Linked DNA regions of Triticum aestivum: region 1 is linked to region 2. The links are chromatin contacts, called in public Hi-C maps. All regions are on one chromosome and are shown on one strand. Each heading gives the region's core, a stretch centred on a gene start, on an enhancer-like site or on the middle of the called end of the contact. The rest is flanking DNA. Distances are from core to core; before and after follow the strand shown. Region 1 holds the start of LOC123128606. Region 2 holds the start of LOC123128602 (replication protein A 70 kDa DNA-binding subunit A).

Evidence for each region. Hi-C and Micro-C count contacts between places; a contact is called where the count stands out from the background.
Region 1: a contact with region 2 is called in a Hi-C map of leaf, with 9 times the contacts expected there. The contact joins the promoter of LOC123128606 here to the promoter of LOC123128602 in region 2. A contact is called at or near these places in 3 of 5 Hi-C or Micro-C datasets (all in leaf).

What each region holds. Positions count from the first base shown.
Region 1 is chr6A:571,903,545-571,909,372 of IWGSC CS RefSeq v2.1, reverse strand. LOC123128606 reads left to right here and starts at 3,704. Exons shown (of 22, transcript XR_006463327.1): 1 at 3,704-4,011; 2 at 4,980-5,294.
Region 2 is chr6A:571,275,932-571,281,441 of IWGSC CS RefSeq v2.1, reverse strand. LOC123128602 (replication protein A 70 kDa DNA-binding subunit A) reads left to right here and starts at 2,660. Exons shown (of 2, transcript XM_044548643.1): 1 at 2,660-3,102; 2 at 4,322-5,510. The coding sequence starts at 2,822.

The sequences.
Region 1 (5,828 bases), core at 2,455-4,954, 630 kb before region 2:
TAGAGAAAAAAAAAGCTCTTTTTGTTGTTGGGAAATTAGCTGAGAAAGGAAGACACGGCGGGTATCTTTTTTTTTGTTGATTTAGTAGTTATAAGGCTCATGTATTGTGCAGAAACAGAGAAAAAGGAAACATCCTAGTAGTCCACGCACTGAAAGTTAACAGTAGCAGGTTCTACGAAGATTAATTGACACGCTCTATTGCGAGCCAACTTGGGTTGAATGATTAGCAGAACTGTGGTATCCCAACTCACTGGAGTTAAAGTTCTAGATTTGACATCGGTAATCGTCTTTTCCTGAATTTATTTAGTCCTTTCGGCGATGTGCGTCAGTGGGATGAGACGTTCCCGGCGACTACGAATACGTCCGTGACAACTTCGTCAACCTCAAGATTATGTGTCGGCTCAGTCTCTCGAGGACGTCTGTGTGCGTGTATACATTTATAGAGACGAGTGTATATACGTATGTATAAGCGTATATGTCTATGATGTGTTAAAAAATAAACACGCTCGCACAAGTCGGGGTAACTTGATCCCGCACAAATTCGTACCAGAGAGGACTTCTTTTTTTTTTAGAGGACTTCTTAGCCATAGGCAACGCCAACACTTTCGGCCGTACACGAGCAGCCCAGATTATTCGGCACCGTCTGTCTTCATCGAAGGATCCGGCCAATGGGGATACCAACCGCCAGCCGCAAGAAGTACAGCAAGCCTTCATCTTTTGGGTCTTGTCGTGAGTCGTCGCCTAGATGTACGTTCAACCGGGCTTGAACGATCCACAAAAGAACAAAGGCACAAGGACGAATACGTCTTATGGAAATGGAAGTATTCAACCTTTCAAGAGAAGCGCGATGTCATTACTGAACCAGCGACTAACGTTTGAAGAATACACCAACTACGCACCACCACTTGGTCACTCTGGTAATATAAACCAGCAGGACGGCAAAGGCATCAGTGTCGGACGTCGTCACGGTTCAGTGCAGAACCAACATGTAACCTGCGAGTTGATTAGCAGAATGTTTCGTCTAATTATTATCTAAGTAGGTCAGAGGGAGTTGGTGCAGTAGAACGCAGACGGCCACGCCATCATGCATATCTGCAGGTACATATCCTACATCGTCCAGCAAACAGCACATGAATTGGTCATGTCTTTTGAGTTGAGTTTCAAGTTGGTGCAATTTCTTATCGTAATCATGCGGAAAACCAGACAGAATAACCAGTTATCATCCAGTTTGTGGATCCACACCAGCTGCAGGAACAGGACCACATATGCAAGAATACTCTCAGCAGCAGCAGGGCAGGGCAGGTCATGGTCTTGGATCCAGCAGGCATGGGCTAATGATATCGTCAAGTGGAGGATGGCACGGCACCCATATTTCATCAATTAATCAACCGAGCAAAGCTTGATGAGGCATCTCCTGATTGGGGAGGCTGAACCAAGATTGATAAACTAAACCAAGATAGGCTACAAAATCGGCCACTGTGCTTGTGATAATAATGGCAGCCGGGCTTCGTCCTCAATAATCGATCATGATGCTGACCATTCGTGAATAAAGAAGAAAAGGTCATTTTCATGCGAAAAGGTCCGAATATTTTCTCTCTCATTAATTTGGATAACAATCGTAAAGACGAGAGGCCGAACTATATCCTTGATAGATTATGCTGTCCGACATCACGCGTCACCGGGCACCCGCGGGCCACATGCTTTTTTTTTTGTCATATAATTAATTAGTAACTACTAGCTCTGTTAACAACTCAAAAAAAATCTAGCTTTATTAAAAGAAGAATTACTAGCTAGACAGTAGGGCTTGATCACCTCGCGTATTGTACTACCTCCGTTTCTAGATATAAGTCTCTTTTAGATATTTTAATTGACGAATGTATATAAACATATTTTAAAATGTAGATTTCTTCATTTTGCTCCGTATGAAGTCGAGGATTGTAATTTCTGAAGGTTTTGCCACATTTCAGTGGAAATTCAGGCTCTGAGATCTCCTCACTCGAGTGATCTTTCGAAAAGGAACATCGCCGGATCGCTCGCTACGGTCAGCAAAGGTTGGACGCGAAATGAATAGAGCTGGCTTCAGGCACACGGCGTTTCTGCATGCATGCATGTTCCCCATGCCGGGCCGCCTCCTCACCATGCAGGCATGGGCTGGTGCGAGTCTGATACGTGCCCAGGCAGTCTGCGAGCGCGTGTGAGTGTGACCATCCTCACTCATCGAATCATTTATTTATTTTTTAGCATAATAAAACGAAGTAGTAGGAGTAGTTACATTATTTTTTTATCTTCAATAATCTTTTCCGGGTGAGGGGACACTGACTACGACTATAGCGTGGTACCATGACGGCGATAAAGCTGACAAAGCGAAGAGTGGCGCCGTGCGTGCGGACCGGGCGGTTTTCTCGCCACGCCGGGGATGGCCCAAATAAAAGAAAGGACATCCCACTCGGCAGTCGGCACTCGCCGTCGCCGTCGTCCACGTCCCTCGATGATCCGGTGCGGCCGCCGCGCGCATGGTTGCACCGTTCAGCGTTTATGGAAGGGTGCAACCTGTACTGGCGTACCTGTACCAGCAGTGCGGTCTTCCTTGGCCTCCGTGCAAAGAGCCGAGCCGGCAGGCGTAAGCTTCACGCCCGGATCAAATTTAAGGCGCGCGCGGCAACCACGGCGCGGCGCGGATCGATCGATCTAGCCACCGGAGGAGGATCCACGCCGCCGACGGCGACGCCACAGGGACGTAGTAGTCAATCAACCGAAGTGGGAGTGGTTAGCGCGTGGTAGTTTTGTGTTCCCATCGGCCTGAATTCACCAGAACCGGTCAAAAAAAGGGACCGTGTCTCCCCACCCAGTCTTGACGGACCGGAATCAAGTCCAAGCGCACGCACGCACACCACACCTCGTGAACCTTGCCACCCCCCAAAACTCGTAAAAACAATTTGCACTACAAAATAAAACAGAGTCATCATCATCATCAGTATGGAAAGAGAAGAAAGAAAAGGAGAAAGGAAGTTTGGGGACACGAATTGTCGAGGATAGCGAGAAATTTCTCCGATCAGTACCATCCTCAAGCGTCCCTTGCGTGCGTGCTTATCCACAACGTAGCCATCCACAGTCCAAAACACACACAGGGTGTGATCGATGCTTTGTAGGAATGGGACAGATAACGACTCGCATCGCATCATACAGCATTATCGCCGTAGAAAATCTCGGCTGACAGGAAAGCTGGTCGCGAACGCCAAGCTTTGCTGGACGCCTCCTAACCAGCAGCAGTATTATTTGCATACAGAAAAAGTATACTACTACTAGAAATAATCACACTATTATTTTTACAATATGATGATGGTGCTCCATCAAAGCAGGGAAATCTCCCGCGTTCCCGCCGGCCTGCTGCCGACTACACACAACTATCAGACGTTGGCAAATGATGTCAAAAAAAAAAAGAAAACTTGACCAAAAAAAACAGAAAAAGAAAGAGCCGTGTGCAGCGCTGGCTCCGCCCAGAGCTGCCCACGCGCCAGCCGTGCGCGGGACGTGGCCGCGAGCGGCGCACGGCACACCCGAGGCCAGCCAGAGCGCCAGACCGGCCCGGGGTCAACCCGCCGCTGCCCGGGCCCACGCGCAGCGAGAGGTGGTGGCGCCCCAGGCAGCAGTCCTGAGCCGAGCAGCGAGAGGAGAGGAGAAGAGAAGAGTCGGAGCCGCCCACGACAAACCCGCCCGCTTTCCAAATCCCCTGCCCAAACCCCACACCAAAAACCAAATCACGCCACTTAAAACTGCTTCCCTGGCTCGTAACGAGTCGCCTACCGTGCGTTAATCCGGCGGATCCAAGCCCCGCGTGCGTGCGTGCGTGCGTTCATTCATTAGCCCGCACAAACACGGAAAAGGAAGGCAGGCGAGAGGGGGAGGGAGAAGACCATCGGACCGTCCACCCATTCGTCCGGCGGCGGCGGCGGCGTACGGAGCAGCAGCGGAGGAGGGGGATCAGCGAGCCGGAAAAGCATCCCCGCCCAGGTGAGCCCGCTCGACGGGTTTCTCGCCCCCTAACAGTTCTCTCTGCTTTTTTTTCCCGCGGATCTTCCCGGGCGTTTCTTCGACGGGCGGCGCCCCCGCCGTCGATTTCTAGGGGCGGTCTGAACTCCGGGGCGCGCGGTTTCCGCGCCGCGATTGCTTCCCCCTGCCTGCGCGGCGGGCGGGGGGTTCGGGGCAGCAGTCAAACGGCGATTCTGGTGGGCGACCCCCGGGTCAAACTCCGAGATCGAGTGGTTGGTCTCTGCAATTCCGGTCCAGGCCAAACGATTGCACACTCGATTTAGTTTTTTACTCTTTACTTCGTAGGTAGAGAAATCGATAGCAGAGTCCAAGGAATCAATAATAGCAGCGTCGGATTATGTATGTGGGTTTGTTTTGATCCGGTGTTGCTTTTCTTAGATTCCGCCACATGCTCTTCTTACTGATGGATACTAGCGGAAAAGGTGCGTGGCCAACTCGGTGGGGCGCTTTTGGCTACGGCTTTGATACTACCGGAGAAAGTACGCACAGTTAGTTATTAGGTGGCTTTCTGGCTGGATATTGGAGTGAGATGCAAGCTGAATTTGTTGTCCCGTACCAGGGAGCTGTCACCAATTTAGCTGCTTTCTGTGGGTGATGGCTGATAAGGTCCAGTCCAGTTGAATCTAGGTGATTCAAAGCTGATTGACGACATGGTTTACTTGTTGGGTACATGCTACAACTGGGTAAATTGGAATTAAATGTGGGCAAGTTTTATGTTATTCAGCTCCTATTTGAGCGTGAAAGATGTACAGAATAAATATACATAGCCAAATACTCAGTTATAAAAAAACAGCTTAATCAGATGGGATTTTAATTTGTAAGTGCTCCTGTGATGTACTAATTCTTACTTCCTGATGCTTATATGGCTTGTCTTCGTGTTCTCGATCACAGTGCTGAAATGAATATGTCCTTGCTTGCACAAGTAACAGGCATTTAGGATGGTGGATAACAAGAATGATGGGTCTGAAGGGGTCAAGTTCAACACGTCGCACCTGATGCAAACAACCGAAGAGGTTGCGAGAGCATTTATTGCCGCTGCTTCAGCTGCCACCGTGCAACCAACACGGCCGTCTGTCGTCTATTCGTCTGGGGAAGAGAGTGGCAGCCCAATGCAGAAGCTGCAGCAGCAATTCTCGAAGATAATGAAAGGGTTTTCAAATTCACCCGAAGTGTCTGGACCATACAACCCGGAAGTTCTCACGACACACAAGCGGCAGTGGTCGAGGTTCCAGCAGAAGTCATTGGTATGTACTCCTATGTCACTACCTATGTTCAATTCATGTCTATCTATTGTGCTCTACGTGGTGTGGGAATGTGGGATATACTACGCTGATTAATTAAGGTGCTTAGTCAGAGCTGTAATGTTAATGATTGCTGTGATACTTGCCTTTTCAAACTACTCGGTATAAGTTCAACAAAACCATGCCAATTTCTGTAGTTGCAGTGACTCAAAGTGTCTTTGTTTGCAGCTATTGTTCAAGCATAAAACTCGTGTTGCAGTTCATGCTACAAATTATATCTACTTGATTTTCTTCCACTACTATTCTATGTAGGACATAGTCTATGTGTGGTCACATGACACAATGCCATTTGTTTTATTATCTGTATTGCTCTAATGTCTACATTCATGCAATGTTGCTTTGAAGGGTCATTGTCAGAGAAAATTATACTCCATGTTTGATACAAGTGGAGTCCTGTCACTGATAGCTCTTAATTGGAATCTTTTGGTTAGGAGCCTATCAAGTAGTGATTGATCAATTATTGCTAAATTACTCAGA
Region 2 (5,510 bases), core at 1,411-3,910:
GTCGTGTCCAAGTAGGACACTTGTACCCTAGGCCTCTCATATATAGCGAGGGTAGACACACGATGTAACCTATGCCAACATAATAGCACGGGCACGCGGGGGAGCCGGCGGCGTGTGCCGGCGCCCGGGCGGCCGGGGTGCGGTATTGTAGCGGTGTCATGGGAAGGAGCGCCCGTAGTCAAGCCGCGGGGATGTAGCCATATCGGTGAACCTCGTTAATAAATCTCGGTGTCGTGCCTCGTGTGATTGCTTGGTCCTCGGTAGATCGACGGAGCGCCTCGGGTTTATTCTAACAATGTTTCGTCCTGTTGGCTTAATGGTTTCCCTGATGTAATCAGGACCATTATCTGTAATGAATCAGTTATGAATGAATAAGAGGGTGCAGCTGCCCATTACCTCAAAAATAAATAAATAAAGGATGGTATTTCCTGCAAGAGAAAAGAAGGAAAAAAAGAACCCAAGTACAACAACAATCTTGTGGACTTCACGGGACACGATTGAGAAGCGACGAGCAAAGAACACGGAAACTGCTACTACGGTGAACAGCAACTGTGGGAACAGAGTGTCACTATTTTAGAGAACAACCTCTTCGTTTGTTTTATTTCTTCTCCATTTTCGTCTCTGCAAAACCCGTCACAGGGTTCAAGCACATACCGGAAGCAGGGACAGAACATAGTAGCTCCCAGTGTGTTGTAGTATTTCCTACCATTATTTATTTATTCTAATAATGTGTTGAAATTCAGGCCTTTGTGCTTGCTCTCATGTTTCATTGCACTGTTCAGGCTCTCTTTGGACTGTTAAAATTTATAAAAATGATATTGTATATATACCAGCGATCTATCTAATATAATCTAATACTACCCCATTCCAAAATAAGTGTCTTAATTTTGTACTAATTTTAGTACAAAGTTGTACTAAAGTTGAGACACTTATTTTAAGACGAAGAAAGTAGTATATATATAACAAGTATGTGATGGACCCAGAAAAAAAACATGCCAGAAAATCCCATTAGAAAGGAGAAACATACATCCATTAATCGACCAGTCATTAAAATAGGACTGGGTTCTTCTTTAACCTAACAAAACACCATCCGAATTGTTATGTTTTGCAATTATAAGCGACCAATGTTTTAAATGTACTTTACCTTCGGTTCATCTCAGTTCCTCCTTCCCCTTCTTCTTCTCACACCCGATCTGGCCCATTCCGACGAGTGAAAGACTTCCAGATGCGATTATGCAATGCGTGCGTCGATAACAGAGGCTTTGTCTTAAGCTTCCGCATCATGTCCACCTCATGTGTGCTCTAAGTGAAAGTTTCGGATCCAACCTTGGATCGGACTACGACAACGCCATTATGTTGTTACTTCATTGGGATTGGACTCTTGGGGCCAATGACCCGTTGTTTTTTTGGATAAAGAATGGATTTTATTAGCTCGAAATAGAGCATCAAGAGGATATAAACACTATGAGCACACACTCGGCCTCTGCATAGTTAGGATGCATACAGCCAATACCGACACACACAAAAACACGTCGACAAGTAGCGAAGTCATACAAGACCAAAACTATCTGTGGGCGAGGAAAAAAAACCCAAAGCATTCAGATTCGATCGACAAACTATAGCAATGACTATATCTGCACCAAACATTTCATGACACCGCATGGACGACAACGTTTTTCAACAGCAACGCCTTCAGAAAGGGAGCGACGCTCATGAGCCGCCGTCACCGGATCCAACCATAATGGCTAGAATCTAGGTTTTCACCCTGAGAAATCGATTCAAGTGCACTGATGCGTATCCGCACCAAACATCTCATGACACCGCAATGACCCATTGTTGGTTGTGTATTGCTCATATACACTGATGTGTACTTCTGTACATGAACAAATTGCAAGCCGTGACTGGCAGCACTTTCCACAATGAATGTGCTTCGACCTATGTCCCATTTCAAGTATTTTATGAATTTTTAACGTGTGCCGCTATGAACTAGTTCAACAGGTAGCATACACGTGAGATATAGTTTGATAGTAAACTTGATGAAAAAAGGGAAATAAATTTGAAAATAGAAGAAAACTGAAATGAAGATTAAAAACCGAAAAAGAAGAAACTGCTAGCTTGGGGTTTGGAGCAAACACCCGCGGACATTGTTCGGACGTATGGGCTCTGGCCTGCGGGGGCACACCCTTCATAGGAGTTAAGTGTCAAATGGGTAGTTAAGTTTTCGATTTTGACAAAATGATCATGCACGACTAAATTTATGTCACGCACAAGAAAAAGAAACAAAAAATTTAACCAGGAAATGAAAAGTAAATAATAAGCAAAAACGAAAATAGAGAACGGATCAAAAAGCTGGAGAACTGGATGAGAAAACTAGTAGATAAGAAACAGAAAATGAAAAAATAGCAGAAAGAAAAGAAGAAAATGGGCCGACCCATTCGCAATACCTGTAGAATGGAGAAACCCTCGTTCAGGCCAGTGATTTGTTCTCACAGTCACAGGGCTCCACCAGTAGCCAGCCCAGGCCCAAGTTTATGCCGCGCGCGCTCTCGTTACGTGGGTCGGCCACCGCCGTCCGATCATCTCACCCGGACCCGACCCGACGGTCAGATTCATCGAAGCTCAGTCTTCCCCGGGAAGGAGCCCGCGACGCCACCGAGCAACCGCCTCTTCCCCCCTTCGACTCCCGTCGCCATTTCCGACGCCCCCCCAAACCTCCTAGATTTTCAAATCCGCACCACCATTCGCCTCCCCCAACCCCCCTCCTCCGCCCCATCCCGCCGCAGAGCGCGAAGCCCCCGCGAATCCGGTCCACCGCGAGGCGATGGCGTCGGCGAGGCTGACCCCGAACGGCGTGGGGGCGGCGCTGGCGGGGGAGACGAACCTCAGGCCCATCGTGCAGGTCGTCAACCTGCGCTGCGTCAACGTCGACGGCAAGGGCACGCCCCGGAGCGACAGGTGGCGCGGCCTCGTCTCCGACGGCGCCGAGACCTGCCCCGCGATGTTCGCCGGCCAGCTCAGCGACCTCGCGCGCTCCGGGCTCATCCGCCGCGGCTCCGTCGTGCAGCTCGACGAGTACGTCATCAACATGGTCGGCGGCAGAAGGTTCGCCTCCGCATCCCTCAGCGTACCGTAGATCGATGCTCGATTGTTTGCGCTTGCGACCGGGGCGGTTTCGGCTAGGGTTCGTGCCCGCGCGCGGGTTCTGGCTGGCCATTTATGGTCGCGGTCTGTGATTCGCTGCGATTTCTGTGCCTGTAAGTGTAGTCTAATTGGTCCCTGCGAGTTGCTGTCCCTCAAATTGATTGGGGGTCTCGCTTTAGATTGATACTTTTCTAACTACTTGGAAAATTCAGTGTACGCTGATCCTGATACTCATGTTATGCTTCCTTAGGTACTACTCCGTAGAAGCGAACTAGGTCTTTTCCCTCTAGGATAACAGTACTCAACCAGAGTGGCGCCGAAATTTTGTTCCACTGATCTGCTGCTGATTGAATTGGATTCTGTAATTCCTTTTTAGGACTAGAAGATATCTTATACCAACTGGAATGTGTAATTAAGTTGTGTTGTGAGGTATGATACAGTTTGGTGTTTGTGTAAAAGTTAGTTCATTGGATTATATTTCTGCTACTCATAATGGTCGTAAAATCGTAGATCTGGCTATGGCGCTGTGCGTTTCTGGCTTGTTAAATGATGTTATTTTCTGAATGATCGGGAGAGGAGGTCCTCTACCTTGAATTTCATAAAACAGTCAATATAAGAGATAAGAGTCAAATAGACTGGGAATAAACCTGCAAAGAGAACTGACATTATGGTCGTTTTGATGATTAGAAGAAGTTAGTTGTGTGCTGTGGTTCATTTAGTTAGTTATGCAGTAAGTTGTTGCTATATACTCTAGTCGACTGGTCATGGTGCTGTGCATCAGCTAGGTTCCTTGTTTACTGATCGGGTCATTTGGTGCATGGAAGTTTGATTTGATCACTGTAGTTTACGTCATGCTCACAGATGTGGACATCTTTATCTGGTTGAATCATTTAGTGGTTTGTGTCTTTCAGCTCTACCCACTTGGTTCAGCAGTATACTTGATGATACAAGTTGTTATTTACCTATTTTAGCTGCCAATTGACTTTGTTTCATTGTGTCTTTTCTGATCTGCTCGTCAGTAAATGCTGCTGGAACATAGTTTGTGAACTGAAATGTGCCATGATTCAAGTTTCTCTGTCATATGTCTTAAGTAACTAGTGCAAATGCAAATTTGTCCTTTTGTCTTGTGGGTATGTGAAATTATTTGTTGTTGCTGAGCTGATTGGTTGAATATCTGTAGGGTTATCGTCGTTCTGAATTTGACAGTTCTTCTCGCGGAGTGTGACATCATTGGCAATCCAGTGATTACTCCAGAAAGTGAATCTTCTAATCAAAACAACCCAAGAGTGGAGCAATTTAACGGAACACGTCAATATGGTTTGGCGGCAGGAAACCCAAGTCCCACAAGGCCCAATGGCAATGTTCCAGTCTTCCAACCTTCGGTGTCAGGGAGCTCCTTGAACACACCCACCAGGCTCAGTGACAAATCTCCAGTTTTCCAGCCAACAGCACAGCCATCTTATCGTCCTGCACCCAGTTACAAAAATCAAGGAGCAATTGCGAAAAATGAAGCCCCTGCTAGAATAATCCCCATATCTTCTTTAAATCCTTATCAGGGCCGCTGGGCTATCAAGGGTAGAGTTACTGCAAAGGGAGACATCCGCCGGTACCACAATGCAAAAGGTGAAGGCAAAGTGTTCAACTTTGACTTGCTTGATTCTGATGGGGGTGAGATACGGGTGGCATGTTTCAACACTCAACTTGATCGCTTCTATGAAGTTGTGGAAGTTGGTAAGGTCTATGTGGTATCAAGAGGAAACTTGAAACCTGTACAGAGGAACTATAACCATCTGAACAGTGAGTGGGAGATTACGTTGGAGAGAGATTCATCAGTGGATCTTTGTCCTGATGAGAACAGCTCAATTCCCTCTCAGCAGTTTAACTTCAGACCGATCAGTGAAATTGAGGATACTCCGACCGGTACTATACTTGATATCATAGGTGTTGCTATCTCTGTCAGCCCTTCCACCACAGTACAGAAGAAAAATGGCACGGAAACTCTGAAAAGAATGATTGGCCTGAAGGATATGTCTGGTCGAAGTGTTGATCTAACCATGTGGGGTGACTTTTGCAACAGAGAAGGCTCACAGCTGCAAGAAATGGTTGAACGTGGGGTCTTCCCCGTGCTGGGTGTCAAAACAGGAAGAGTGAATGATTTCAATGGCAAGTGTGTCGGCACAATTTCTTCCTCTCAACTCCTCATAGACCCTGATCTCTCTGAAGCTCATACTCTGAGGCAATGGTTCGACGGTGGAGGAAGGGATGCTTCTACTCAGTCCATATCTAGGGATCACACTCCTTCAGCATCAAGGAACGAGGTCCGAATGACAGTTGCTAAAATCAAGGATGATGGTCTTGGAATGGGAGAC